2 separate regions of the Anas platyrhynchos genome follow, and region 1 is linked to region 2. A link is a contact called in public Hi-C data. All regions are on one chromosome and are shown on one strand. Each heading gives the region's core, a stretch centred on a gene start, on an enhancer-like site or on the middle of the called end of the contact. The rest is flanking DNA. Distances are from core to core; before and after follow the strand shown. Region 1 overlaps WAC (WW domain containing adaptor with coiled-coil). Region 2 holds the start of WAC (WW domain containing adaptor with coiled-coil).

Evidence for each region. A called contact is a pair of places that touch in the nucleus more often than the background predicts.
Region 1: a contact with region 2 is called in a Hi-C map of F5 follicle, with 1.9 times the contacts expected there. The contact joins the enhancer-like site here to the promoter of WAC in region 2. A contact is called at or near these places in 4 of 8 Hi-C or Micro-C datasets (F1 follicle, F5 follicle, small yellow follicle and 1 more).

The regions. Positions count from the first base shown.
Region 1 is chr2:143,216,438-143,222,731 of IASCAAS_PekinDuck_T2T, reverse strand. WAC (WW domain containing adaptor with coiled-coil) reads right to left here. Exons shown (of 14, transcript XM_027450568.3): 13 at 3,663-3,790; 14 at 720-934. The coding sequence ends at 865. Among named protein-coding and RNA genes, the nearest start is that of BAMBI, 29 kb to the left of the region's middle. Within about 2 kb of position 4,646, at least 6 of the 8 cell types and tissues checked have an H3K27ac peak or open chromatin away from gene starts, as enhancers often do. A contact at or near this core is called in F1 follicle, F5 follicle, small yellow follicle and 1 more, where this site is marked.
Region 2 is chr2:143,159,037-143,165,344 of IASCAAS_PekinDuck_T2T, reverse strand. WAC (WW domain containing adaptor with coiled-coil) reads right to left here and starts at 1,385. Exons shown (of 14, transcript XM_027450568.3): 1 at 1,079-1,385; 2 at 847-883. It also overlaps LOC101792949.

The DNA of each region.
Region 1 (6,294 bases), core at 3,397-5,896, 54 kb before region 2:
TTATATTTGAGCAAGTAATGTACTTTCAGCACACATGCCCAGCAGTACTATAAGTCCATTCTTACAGGGTGCAAATGGAAATACGTTTCAATAATTTATACAAACAAGTGGGTTATGCTCAATCACTGCAATTTTAAGCTACTGTACACAGGAATGAAAAGATTATAGAAAAAGTGCCATAGCAACAGTGCCTTAAGAAAAAGAGAAAATTAGAAGCATTAAAAAACTGATAAAATCAGATTTAGGATTTCACGGGGAAATGGAACACAGAAAATGAAAAACATTTCTCTGTAAAACAGAAATGGAGAAGCACTGCTCTTGATTCGGTGCAAGTGTGGAAACAGTTGTTTCATGATATTTTTGTACATTACCCAAATTGTTGCAGCCTTAGACACAGATCGCCTGGCGCTTGCATTGAATTTTAGGAAATGCAAGATTTCTGAACGATAAATTAACTAAAAAAAAAAAAAAAAAAAAGAAAAAAAAAAAAGAAAAAAAAAAAAAGAAAGCTAATTTTTGCAGACAGGTTTACATGTAAAAGGCTAGGTATTTAGCCACCTCAGCATTGATTAGTTTTGGATGTCTAAGCTCTGATACACATGGCTTCCCATGGCTTCACTCTACAAAACATATTTACAACGTGAAGAATACATCTACAAGAAATCTACATTTCAAGGGTTTTACAAATCATTCTTGTATCTTTCCCCTGAATTTGACTCCCTCCTGTCCCCTTCCCCATGTCATCTTTTTTTCTGCCCAGCTCAACGGTCCAAAGTCTACTCAAATGCAGCTCAAAAGTGTTAAGACTGGGCATCAGTTTCATAGTTCCTGTACTCAAAACCATGTGCAATTGTTTACAACTTTTCACACCATGAAGGAATTCTGATTCTTTAGCTTTTCAAGTTCTTTAATTTGTTGTCTCAAAAATAGTATCCTGCAAGAGAAAAGAAAAAAAGAATTAGCGTAAACATTTTCATCGTACAGAGACATTAAGTGCAAGTATCTACACAAATACTTTACAATTTCCTGGAAAGATTCCAAGCTTCTTAGCTCCATTAATAAACTTGGAAGTATTTTAAAATGAATTCCCAATCTATTTAATCACCTACATGCTCCGTGTGCAGGTGCAGAAACCTGCAGGATTAGATTCCGTTATTCAGAAAACTAAGCTGCTGAGTTTCATTATGACCAAAACACGGTGACATTTAAGCCTCCTATTCAGCTGAATTTAACTTCAAGAAGAAGTGGAACGCAGTAGAAGAGTACATGAGCTCAATATTCTGAAAAATGTTATTATGTCTGGGATGCAGTTTTCCAAACTGTCCAACAACCCAAAGCACTCAAGTTTTCAGCAAATACAATGCTCCTCTGTCCCCACCCTAGCCTCAGTACCTCCAGTGGTACAGAGGTTACAGTTTTTTTTCCTCCATAGCCTTGTTTTCTATCTGAACTTGCCTGTTCTTGGAGAGACAGTGCCACTAGAGACACAAGCCATTGCCCTAACGTCTTTTAACTGATTTCCTCCCATTGTTCTGAAGGATTTTATACTGCACTAGATTTAGGTAACAGTGCAGGCAGGAGAGTTACACATGCTCTTGTTTCCCTAAAACACTTATCTCTATAACACAGCCCGATGTATTTTAGTTTGGTTCAGCCACATACAGAGTAATTTAGTGAAGGAGTTTTAAACAAGGAAGTTTTCTTCTAGGCAAAACCTTTTTTTCTAGTATTTGGCTCTATGACTGGTAGAGGAAAAAAATATTCTGAGGTTTGCCTCTAGTTATGGAAAATTCCTTTATTACAAGATCCAAGAAAAAAGCTGCAACTACACTTACTTAGAAATCAATTTTGTTGCTAGCACTTCCCTTATGAACTTTTCCTCTACTACTGCACAGGCCTAAGCAATTATTTCAGTTAACAAACATGTGGTTTAGATACCGTTTCCTGAAGTTTTTAATAAATATTTTGTAACAACTTTCCATAACGCTGAAGTGTAATGCAAGCATATGAATGAAGAAAAAATTAAGAAAGAGTTGAAACATGACAAATATTCTGCAAGTCCGAAACAGCTTTAATAAGATAAAGAAAGTGCATCCACTTTAGCAGACTTTTGTAGAACCCTTTTCAAATACATCCCCAGTTCAGTAAAAATCAATTTTCTACTAAAAAGTAGATAAACAATCAGGACAGACACGCTGAAAAACACATTAAGCTCAAAAGGTACAGGCGTATGAAATGCACCAGTGAGTGAAGAGTGTCATTTCACAAACTGTCACTTCTGGTTCAAACAATACACTTGCTTTGAACAAAGATCAAGTTCCTTCTCACAACGAACCTAAATAGTTCTATTCAGTACAAAAATACAGAAATGTTATCATCATTCAGGTTGATAGGCTTTTATCATCCCATACTTTGTGAAGGCCTCCCCCTATCCACCCACCCAAATTATTACTTATGCCACATATTCATTGTCTTTGGGATGGCAGCAAAAGCAAAAGAAAGATTATCAGAGATTCAAAGTCATGATCATCCATATCCATTCATGGCTTAAGGATACATGGTGTACAAGAAACAAGGTGCCATTTAGGGAGCTCAGCAATGACATTTGACATGTTATGTCAGATAAAATGTGCCTCCAGACACAGAAATGAAAGCTTAAGAGGTTTTACTTCATCTGTAAGGAACCAAGCAGTTCCTACAGAAACTATAATTTATATAATGACACTATGAAGCTATGAAAGAATTAACATTTTATATTTTTTTATTAGGGTAATTGTACAAATCTTTTTACAGCCTACTTCTGATTACAAGGATTGTTTTACCAACTACCAAAAAGCAAGAGCTTCTGGGACAGAACTAGCTGTTTAAAAAGCATACAACACTACTAAGGCTGAATGAAGTAGGAAATAAGAATCACTGTAGTCAAACTTCAGTGTCACAGTATACAGGATAACATCATTCAGAAAGGAAACTTAGTATGAAAGTTAACTCAAGATCATGACTACCAATGAAAAATGTGTCAGAACATGCAGTAAGACTAAACTTTTCGATGTTGCACAACAGTCTCTGAAACAATACACAACCATGCTGTTAATAAGAAAGACACTCTCCATTACTGACTTGAGAAGCAGAAGTCTACTTTGCCATAATCACCTCTTTCTCACTAGAGAACCCCAAGACCTTCTGAGATACCTCCTACCCAAATAACAGATTTATTTTTCCTTAGTTTGTGATATCAGCAAGAACTCATCAGACTTGTTTGACCCAATAAACGGCTCATGAAAATTGTAGTGTTTAAGACCAGTATAAACCACATAGATGAGTATCTATATAATCTATGCAATCAAGTATGGACAGGTATTTTAGAATTATTCTGAACTACTGTGAGAATCTTAACCCACTAAGGTATCAGGAAAGATGTCTTTTCCATCTGTATAAGACAAAATATATACAGATGTCGCATATCTGCCTCTATTCACTAGGCACTATCAACTGTTATCAGTCTGGGAAACAGAACACACAGAAGGAAGACAACTCTCACCCCTGGTAACAATCAGCTTGCTTACAAAGCCATCAGAAAACACAGCTCATGCAAAACAATACCCGAATGGGAACTCTAATGCCACCTTGAAAATTATGCTTTTGAAAACAAACCCACTTACCTTTGCTCACGCAAAGTTGCTTGAATTTCACATACTCGAACTAAAGATCTTAAATTCTTTAATTCAGTACAAATTTCTGACATATGAACACTTCCCATGTTGTGGGCTTCCTCACGTAATCTTGATGCCTGCAACAATTAAATATAAAGGTTAGGATTTTGACTCAAGCACTGGAAACAACTGGCTGTAGCCAAAGGACTGCTGGATTAATGTCTTGAAACAGCAAAGCACTGTAACTTCTGAAGTGCTATGACTTCTGAACGCACTGTAAATTAAATCAGAAGAGCAGTGAATTCTCTAAAAAAGCCCATTTAGAATCAGAAATTATACTGGATGTCAATAGATTATGTTAACTCAGACTGATGCAGGAATGGTTCAGATATCCTTGATCCTAACAAATGTTTATTGAATCATCTTAAAAGTTAGGAAACTCAGAACCCTGTCATGTGCTAATTAATTTGTTCAAGTAGTTAAGAGCCTCCAGCCGCTTTTTCAATGGTCAACTTAAATTTCTCATCTAAATTAAGCTTCAATGACAAAAACAGTTGAATGCCATCTTCTTTTCACCTACTTCATATAGAAAACAAAACTTAACCCTCTGCAGGTGTTCTCTTCTAGACAAACTCCATTACTTTGGTGTTTCCACTTAGCCACGCGGAGATGAGCAGATGTGTATGCTCAGAAGACACGACCGATCTTCCCAGTTTGAAGATTTCTTAACCTCTTGTCACTGAACTGGGTATGTGACTCCAGCTAACTCAACAGCACCAAGAACAGTAGTGCAATTACTCAGAGGTTCTCTGCATCACACTGAGATATAGAAAGAGGACTTCTTGCTAGCAGCATGATGAAAAAAAGTTGATTTCTCAAATAGATCCTTCCCTGTGGTATTACTGTTTAGCAATGTTGGTCTCTGCCACACTGTGTCCGGCTAGGATGGAGTTAGTTTTCTTCACAGCAGCCTGTATGATGCTGTGTTTTGGCTGTGTACCTGAAGCAGTACTGATAACAGACCCGTGCTGTAACTACTGCTGAGCACTGCTTACACGCTGTCAAGGCCTTCTGTTTCGCATGCTGCCTGCCCAGCAAGCAGGCTGGGGGTGTGTATGAGGCTGGGGAAGGACACAGCTGCGAGAGCTGACCCAAACAGTACCAAAGAGAGATCCCAGATCACATAACATCACGCTCAGCAAGAAAACTGGGGGGGCAGTGGGAGGGTGGGTGCAATCTTCCAGGGGTTGCTGTTGCTTCAGGACTGGTCGGGAATTGGTTAGTAAGCTGGTGGTGAGCGATGGCTTTTGCATTGCCTTTGTTTTGTTTGTTTCCCCTCCCTTTTCTTTATTAAGCTACCTTCATCTCAGTCCAGGAGTTCTCGCACTTGTGTTCTTCCAGTTCTGTCCCCTAGCTCAGCGGGGGCAGTGAGCAAGTAGCTGTGTGGTGCCTAACTGCCTACCGGGGTTAATCCACAACATCTGCTGAAGTACTTGTACACCTCATTTTTCCCTTCCTGAACAGAACTGTATTTAGCAGAGGTCTTCATCAACTTCTGGAATTTATCCAGGTCAAAGAACTTTGTGATCTAATTCCCTCCATTAAGTTTTCTTTTCTGGATTGTGTTGACATCCAGGAGTACACCTAGGCTCCAGCAGGACATCATCATCTCATGTCCTGCATACACAGCTCCATAGCTTTTAGAGCAAACCAGCAATAACCACTCTTTAAGTAGTTTTTAAGGTGTCCAGCCATCCATCTTAAAGCAACTTCACCCAGAAGGTCTTAGAATCATTTTTGCATATAAGATTGTTATTAAAAGGTGTTCAGTACGCAGTGAAAATAACGCTACCAATCTGAACTCTCCAAGCACTGGGCCAAGGCCACAGGGAGAAGTGACTGTGCTGTATCACATCCTTATGACAGCACACCTTCCCCAGCAATGGTGCTTTGACTCAGCACAGCTTTTCAGTAGCTTAAAACTGTATTTAAAACTTAATGAGGAAAAAAAAACAAGGCAACAACCAAGAATCCACACAGAGAATGAGCCTAGACTGCACTTCTAAGAGTCACCCTGCAAGTTACTTGCCAAAAACTTCTGTGTACCCTTAAGCCAGCATGCAGCCAAAAGACCAAAGTCAGCTGGGCTAAGTAAGGTTAATACCTGACAGCCTGTGTCAGACTGGTTTGCCTGTGACAGAAAGGCCTTGAACTGGACTCAGTATCAATATGGTTTCTTTGAGTAACACATTTCAAGTAGCTGACATGCATCCAGTTTCCCCACATTACCACCAAAAGGGTATGTTTTGTGCACTTATAAAATAACGATAACAATTCTATGGATTTCCATATATGGAAACAAAAAACAAACAAAAATATGAAGTCCAAATTTAGTCTGAGACCCCTACATCTCCTTAAAAAACAGGTGCAACAAACAAAGCACAGTTCTTTTTTCACTGCGAAGAGTTAATAACTCAGTGACTCCAACTGTGGATTGGTCTCACATAGTTTTAACTATGTCACCTAATTAATGACATCTTCCACATAGCAAAGATACTGTTGTTACTGAAAAACTATGTTGAAATTCATTTTCTTTGTAAATTTCAACAGAACTCTGGCAATAAGAGAAAATAGCTATGAT
Region 2 (6,308 bases), core at 136-2,635:
CGTGCTTGATTTTGCAGCTTGAGCTTCTGAGGGGCAAGTGTTTACATTTACATGAACTGTCACTGACAGCTGCCCTGGACTGTCAGATTGCTCTTCATGGTGGCACAAATACCCAGAAATGTAATAAAACACTTCCATTATGTGCCCTAAGGAGAGCAATATCACCACACGCAGCATTCCCCACATTCACACCCTGAGAACCGATTTTTTTTTTCCCCATAGCCAAGACAGAGGAATACAGCACCTGCCTGACGGAAATCCAGGTTATTGCCAGCAGCTCAAGGCTCTGATGTTCGGCGAAGGAGCCCAGCAGCTGGCAACCGTCGAAATTAACCCTCATTCCACCCCCCCCCCCTTCAAGTTACTCAGGGTCTCCAATCGAGCCCTGCTCAGGTTTCAACCCACAGCCGCAGTTTTGGGGCGAAGAAAGGGCTAAAGAAGGGGGGGCGGGGGGGTGGAACAAGCCTCCTTTTGTTTTTGGGAGACCCCCACTCACCTCCCCCCGGGGGCTCCGCTCCTCCGCCGCCGACCCCGAGCCGCTCTCCCGCCCCTCCCCGCCTCTAGGCCCGAGCCCGGCCCGGCCCGCACTAGGCCTCTCCTCCTCGGCCCGGCCCCGGCGGCCTCGCAGCCGCTCCACAGCCCCGTCCCCTCCTCGGGCAGCCTCCCCCCGGCTCCTCACCACCCCCTCAGCGCTCCGGGGCCCCCTCAGGGCTGCCGGGGGGCGGCGCGGCCTGCGGCGGCGGCCGAAGCCTGGGCTGGAGTAGCTCCCCCCCCCCCCCCCCCCCCTTCCCCTCCTTCCCCTCCCCTGCTCCTCCTCCCGGGCCTAGCGGCCGGCGCTGCAGGTACCTGGTAGGGCTGCGAGTCCCCCCTGCGGTCGTGACAGCTGGAGAGAGAAATGGAGAGAGAAAAGAGAGAGAAAAGAGAGAGGCGTTAGGAGGAGGCGGCCCCGGGGCAAAGGGGGGGGGGGTGGGGGGGGCCCCACAACATGGCGGAGGGGCCGGGGGCCTGAGGAGGAGGAGGAGGAGGAGGAAGGGATTTACCCATCACTGAGTCTCTGCTGTTTCCTCGCATACATTACCATCAATGCCCGGCCTGTGTGCGTGAGTGTGAGGGCACCAGCAGGCGACGGCCGCGGCCGGGCCACGGGCGCCGAGGGGGGAGGAGGAGGAGGGGGAGGCAGCGCTCCGCCTCACCGGGGGCAGGCAGGCAGAGCACGGCGGGGGGGGGCGGCTGGGCTGCGAGCAGCGCTCACGGGCCCATCTCCTCCTCCTCCAGACGCCGGCAGCTCGGCCCCGTGCCCGCTCAGACGCCCCCGGAGCGCCGAGGCCGCCGCTGTGGGAGCCGCCGCGGCCGCCTCCTCCCCCCGCTGCGCCGCCCGCCGCCGCCGCCGCCGCTCCTCCAACTACATCCGGGAAACGCGGGCGCCGCCGCGCTCGGGCAACGTCGGCTCTTTTCGGCTCTTTCCGCCGCGCGCCGTCCCCGCTGTCCCCTTTGCTCTCGGGCGACTCTGCCTTCGGCAAACATCGGCTGCCTTCGCCCAGCCCCACGCCCCCCGCTCCCCGCCCTTCGGCAAACATCGGCTCTTTCCGCCGCTCCCTCCCCCCGCCCTCCTCTGCCGAGCGCTACCTGTCTTCGGAAAACATCGGCCGTTTCCGGAGCGAGGGCTCGGGTTATTTTCCACCCCCCCCTCACCCTTCGGAAGCGCACGGCTCTTTCCGCCACCCCGCTCGGCGCGGCCGTTGGCGGCGCTGAGGGGGCGAGCCCGGCGCTGAGGGGACCGCAAGAGGCGGCGGGGGGCAGCGATGGGGCGCCCGTAAAGGACCGGCTCCGGCTGCGAGGTAGGAAAGGGAAGGTCCCGGCTCGCCTCCCCTTCCGCCCGGGGACTTGATGTATAGGCAGGAGCCATTTTGTGCGCGGCGCGGCCGCGGCCAGGAGGCGGCCGGCGGGGAGGAGGTGGTTGTAAGATGTCCCTGGGGGGCTGCGCTGCTTCAGCATCCCCCCTCAGGGGGACGGGGAGAGGGGCGCTGGAGGCTCGGGAGGGGGGTGGTGGGGCTGGGGGGGGTCAGATTGGGTGGGTTGTGGTAAATTCGGGTTCTGTGGGCGAGGGGAGATGCCTTATTCCCCTTATTTTGCTTAAAATCTGGTGGGTGCTGCTGGTTGTGCTTGTTGAGCCCCCCTGCTCAGCCCTCTCTGCCTTTTGTCTTGCTCCTATTCCATCAAGGGACACAGCATGGCCCACCTCAAAAACAGTGTATAAACCTTGAACAGCGTATCCTCGGCCTGTCTCAGCGTTATCATCACATTATATATACTAACTGTTACAGAACTTTCTATTTTCTCCTTGTTTCCCTTTGTTAGGGCGCAGAAGGCTGTTGCCAAGAAGGGGACCTCAGGAAGCCGTGGCAGAGCTCGGGCATAGGAGTGGAGGATGACTCAGCCGGGAGCTATTCTTCAGGGTTACAATAACGAGCTGGTAAAATACATCGAAGACTTATGTATGCAAAAAGAGGAGCTGAACAAACAAATTCAGCAAGCAGAAGAGGAAAAAAGTAAGCTCCAGCATGAAATTCAAGCCCTGAATGAACAACTGGGGCATGTGTCTGAAAACCTGGACCAGAAGATAGCTTTGCGGAATGATCTTAGCAAAATTCTTAACGAAGCTGAAACTGCTTACATGAAGATTTTGGATAGTTCTAGAACTTTGCTTAATGTCCTGAAGAAGGAGGTGGGAGACTTAAAGCATACCCCAGAACTGAAAAGTAATGTAACGTGAAACTGTCAAGTGTTTGGATTCCAAAGTACTAAAATTCTGCTAGGTGAGACATGGCTAGCCGCAGAACTCTACCTCAGCAGTACAAATAGAGAGGGACTTTCCCTTCAACCTTCCTATACAATTCCCATGGTTTTTAAATGCATTAGAAAAAATGTAGATTAAATAGATTAAATAAAGTTGCTGTTTTGTTATTAACAAAATCTATATAGTCACTTAAATCACTGCAAAGTTATTGCAAATACGTAGTTGAGGCAGATTTGAGGCTGTCAGTTTTTCATGTGGTGATGTTTCAAGGCTATTCTGAAATACAGGAAAAAAACATTTTATTTTTGAGCTTCAGGTGGTTGCTGCTGAATGCCTGAATATTACTTTAAATCTGGACAGATCTCTTACCCCCACCTGCCTTCCCCTGCCCTTTTTTTCTTTTCCCTACTTGCCCAGCTATGGAGAAAACCATTGCAAAACTAATGGATGCAAGTAAATCGGATAATACTTCTTTTCACTTTCTGAATACTTAGGGACCAAATACTTAGGAACCAGCTACTTGGCTCCTTCCTTTTAAGGGGTTTGGAGGTTTCTTTCAGTTGCATGCACAAAGACAGACAGTGTTTACAGTCATCTCCTACCTGGAATTCAATTAAGGTAAGAAAACATGAATAGTGCAGGGTATGGAAGGTTAAACTGTAAGAATCCACATGGTTCGTGCATTTTCTGAAGCTATACTCAAAAACCTTGTATAGAAAGGAGTCACGCTGGTGAAAGGTTTAGGTACAAGTACATACTCCCTGCTTGCAAGGCACAGCACTACAAGCAGCTATATATACACCATGTATACTGGAGCTAACTAAAAAAGAGATTGTAAAGAAGAGTGAGCAACGTGGAATTTAGAGAAATAAATAAAAATGGAACTTTAAAAAAAAAAAAAGAGATTGGAGGTAGATGGGCAGCTGTTATCCATTCTTATGGATGAGGCACGTAGTTCAGAGCCTTGGGATGAGGACTCCAAACTGACAGAGATCTCAGTCCTGTTTCCTGTATCTCGAAGTCACAAAGTCTCTCTGTGTAAGCACATGAATTTTGTCCTGCTCGTTCACGTATAGCAGCAACTTTAACCTGTTTTGTAAGTCAAATCTTCATTCTGTAACAATTCACTGAATTGAAACAAGTGCAATTGCAATTTCCCTACTTGATAACCATGTGTCTCTCAGGTGCGAGTATAAAGGGTATGCAGATGTGAATGGTTTTGGTAACGGCTCTTCACCAATAATTATAAGCAAATTTTATATCCTTCTGATTGCTATGCTCCATCTTCTGCAGCAGGGATTAGCGTGAGGGAGCTAATCAACAATTGTGTAGCATTTCCACTGGCTTCCCCTGAGTAGCGCTGAGGTGGTAAAATGAGATAACCTCAGGAGTGCTGTTACTGTTGTAGTACCACCCTATTCATGGCACCCTTGTTTATACTGAACTGAAGCATAAAAGCAAAAATGTTTTTCTTTTAGTAGCTGAAGGTGATTTGACTGGATGTATCTTGGCATTCTCTTTCCCCTTGGTCTGGTCATGGTAGTAATTACATTGCAATAGGATGTCTCTGAAAAGCACTAACTAAATAGCAAGGACTTGTTTTTTTAAAGTTGCACGTGTAAATGGGTTCACTTCATTAACTGAAAGGGAGCTTGAAATTGTCTACTTTAAAAACAGCTTTTACTGGGGAAAGTTTACAAAGAGCAATAATGTTAATTTCTTGTGTTATCCATCTCAGACAGTAATTCAGTAATTACTGGTTGCTTTCCAAGTAATCCTATACTATAACTAATGTCTCTTATTACTTTATTTAGGATGTTAAAACCTTTGGGGGAAGCATTGGAAGTCTTTAAAGATATCTACCTCACAACCTGTATTACCACAAAGCGTAGCTCAACTGCAATTGCAACTTGAGATGTGTTTTTTTTAAAGTTACAAAATCAAGGGGGAATATAACTGTTAGCTAATATTTACTTCCATTGCGCCTCTCAAATTTCAGATAAGAAGTTAAGCTGTCGTTAAATCTCTTTCTGTAGTCCCAAACTGTAAATTTTCTGTTTAAACTTGGATTCACGAATGGAGAGCAATAATAGCCTATCTCCAGGGCTTGTTCATCATAGAATAACTCACAAGTGAGGCAGTCATTGTGAAGTGTACCTGCAGAATGGTGCTTAAGAATGGCTCCTGTCGTTCTGTTCTGTATTGACCCAAAGGAATGCAGTGTTTCTTTTTATTGAAGTCATAAACCTTATTCAGGTGTGTAGGTCTTCTGTATTTTTATCGATTGTCTGGTATACTTACAAATCTTGACAAATTTTCTTAAACAGCTTCAGTTTGTTCAGAGGACGTGAATTAAGACACTTCTAGAAGAGAAATGATAATCTGGAGATCACAGCAGCTCTGTGGGGCTGGCTTGTGAAAGACACTACCTGAAGTAAGACCGGTTATAAATCTGAAGCATCATATTTATTCCTAACTTAATTTTCTATGTTGTTTTTTGCATGGCTTTCAGGGTTAGATCCAGCAAGGTACTTGACTGTTGAAAGCTAGGGGCTTTAATGACAAAGTTCAGGTTACCAAACTGTAGTGCTGGATCTGAAGTGCTGCTCAGGGTGTCTTGCAGCTTATTTGGTTTGTGAGGAGATGCAGTTTATGAAAGTCATATCTGTGCTTGATTCAGAGCTCCTGTGAAATGCAGGCAGAGCTCTGGGCTCATTTCCTGAATGTAGTGGCTTTTCCACCTGGCTTCCCAATAACAGTACTTAGCTGGAGGAGAGGTGATGACTCCCAGCTTTTATAACCACGCTGCAGTGTGTACTCACCACGTAAAGCTCTAGTGATCAACAGGTTTTTCAAACCGTTCGAGTATTGACTCCTGCCAAGTAAACAGAGTTTATTATTTATGATGGTGTTTGGTGGTTACCAGAGAAACTGCTTTTGGGTGGTATGCAGAAAGGAATTCTGTGTGGAGGTGGTTACACAAACCACTGGCGGAAGCCCCGGGTACAAGCAGTCACTGAATCCGTAGCTACTGCGGGGATGCTCGCTATTCAGGCACCTCCACATACGCAGCTTTTGCTAACCACATTACCAGGAAAAGGGCTGAGTGGGCTGGGATGAGTGCTAATTTTTGGGGTGGTAAGTAAAGAGGAAATGTGGATGTGGAGTGCTTGCAAAGCCAGAAGGTTAAGGGTGCCTGACAGAAATGGAGGCTGAGCTCTTAATTTCTGTTTCAGCTCTAACTGTGCTTGTACTGAGTTACAGCCTGCATTTCCTCTTCCATGGAAGCTTGGTAATCAACTGAGGTTGACCACAAGGAGGACAACCTGCCTTTTTCTTCCTCTTTCTGGCTCTTTACTTCTTTCTGGCCAAACTGGCACGTTCAGCCACTCAGTGGCCGTTTCCAACAGGAGGCTGCAGAGTGAACTCTCTCCAGAATAGCACAGGATCCAACCAGCAGCCACCTGAGCAAGGTGACGCTTCAAATCCCCCAGATGTGAGAGAGTCCGTC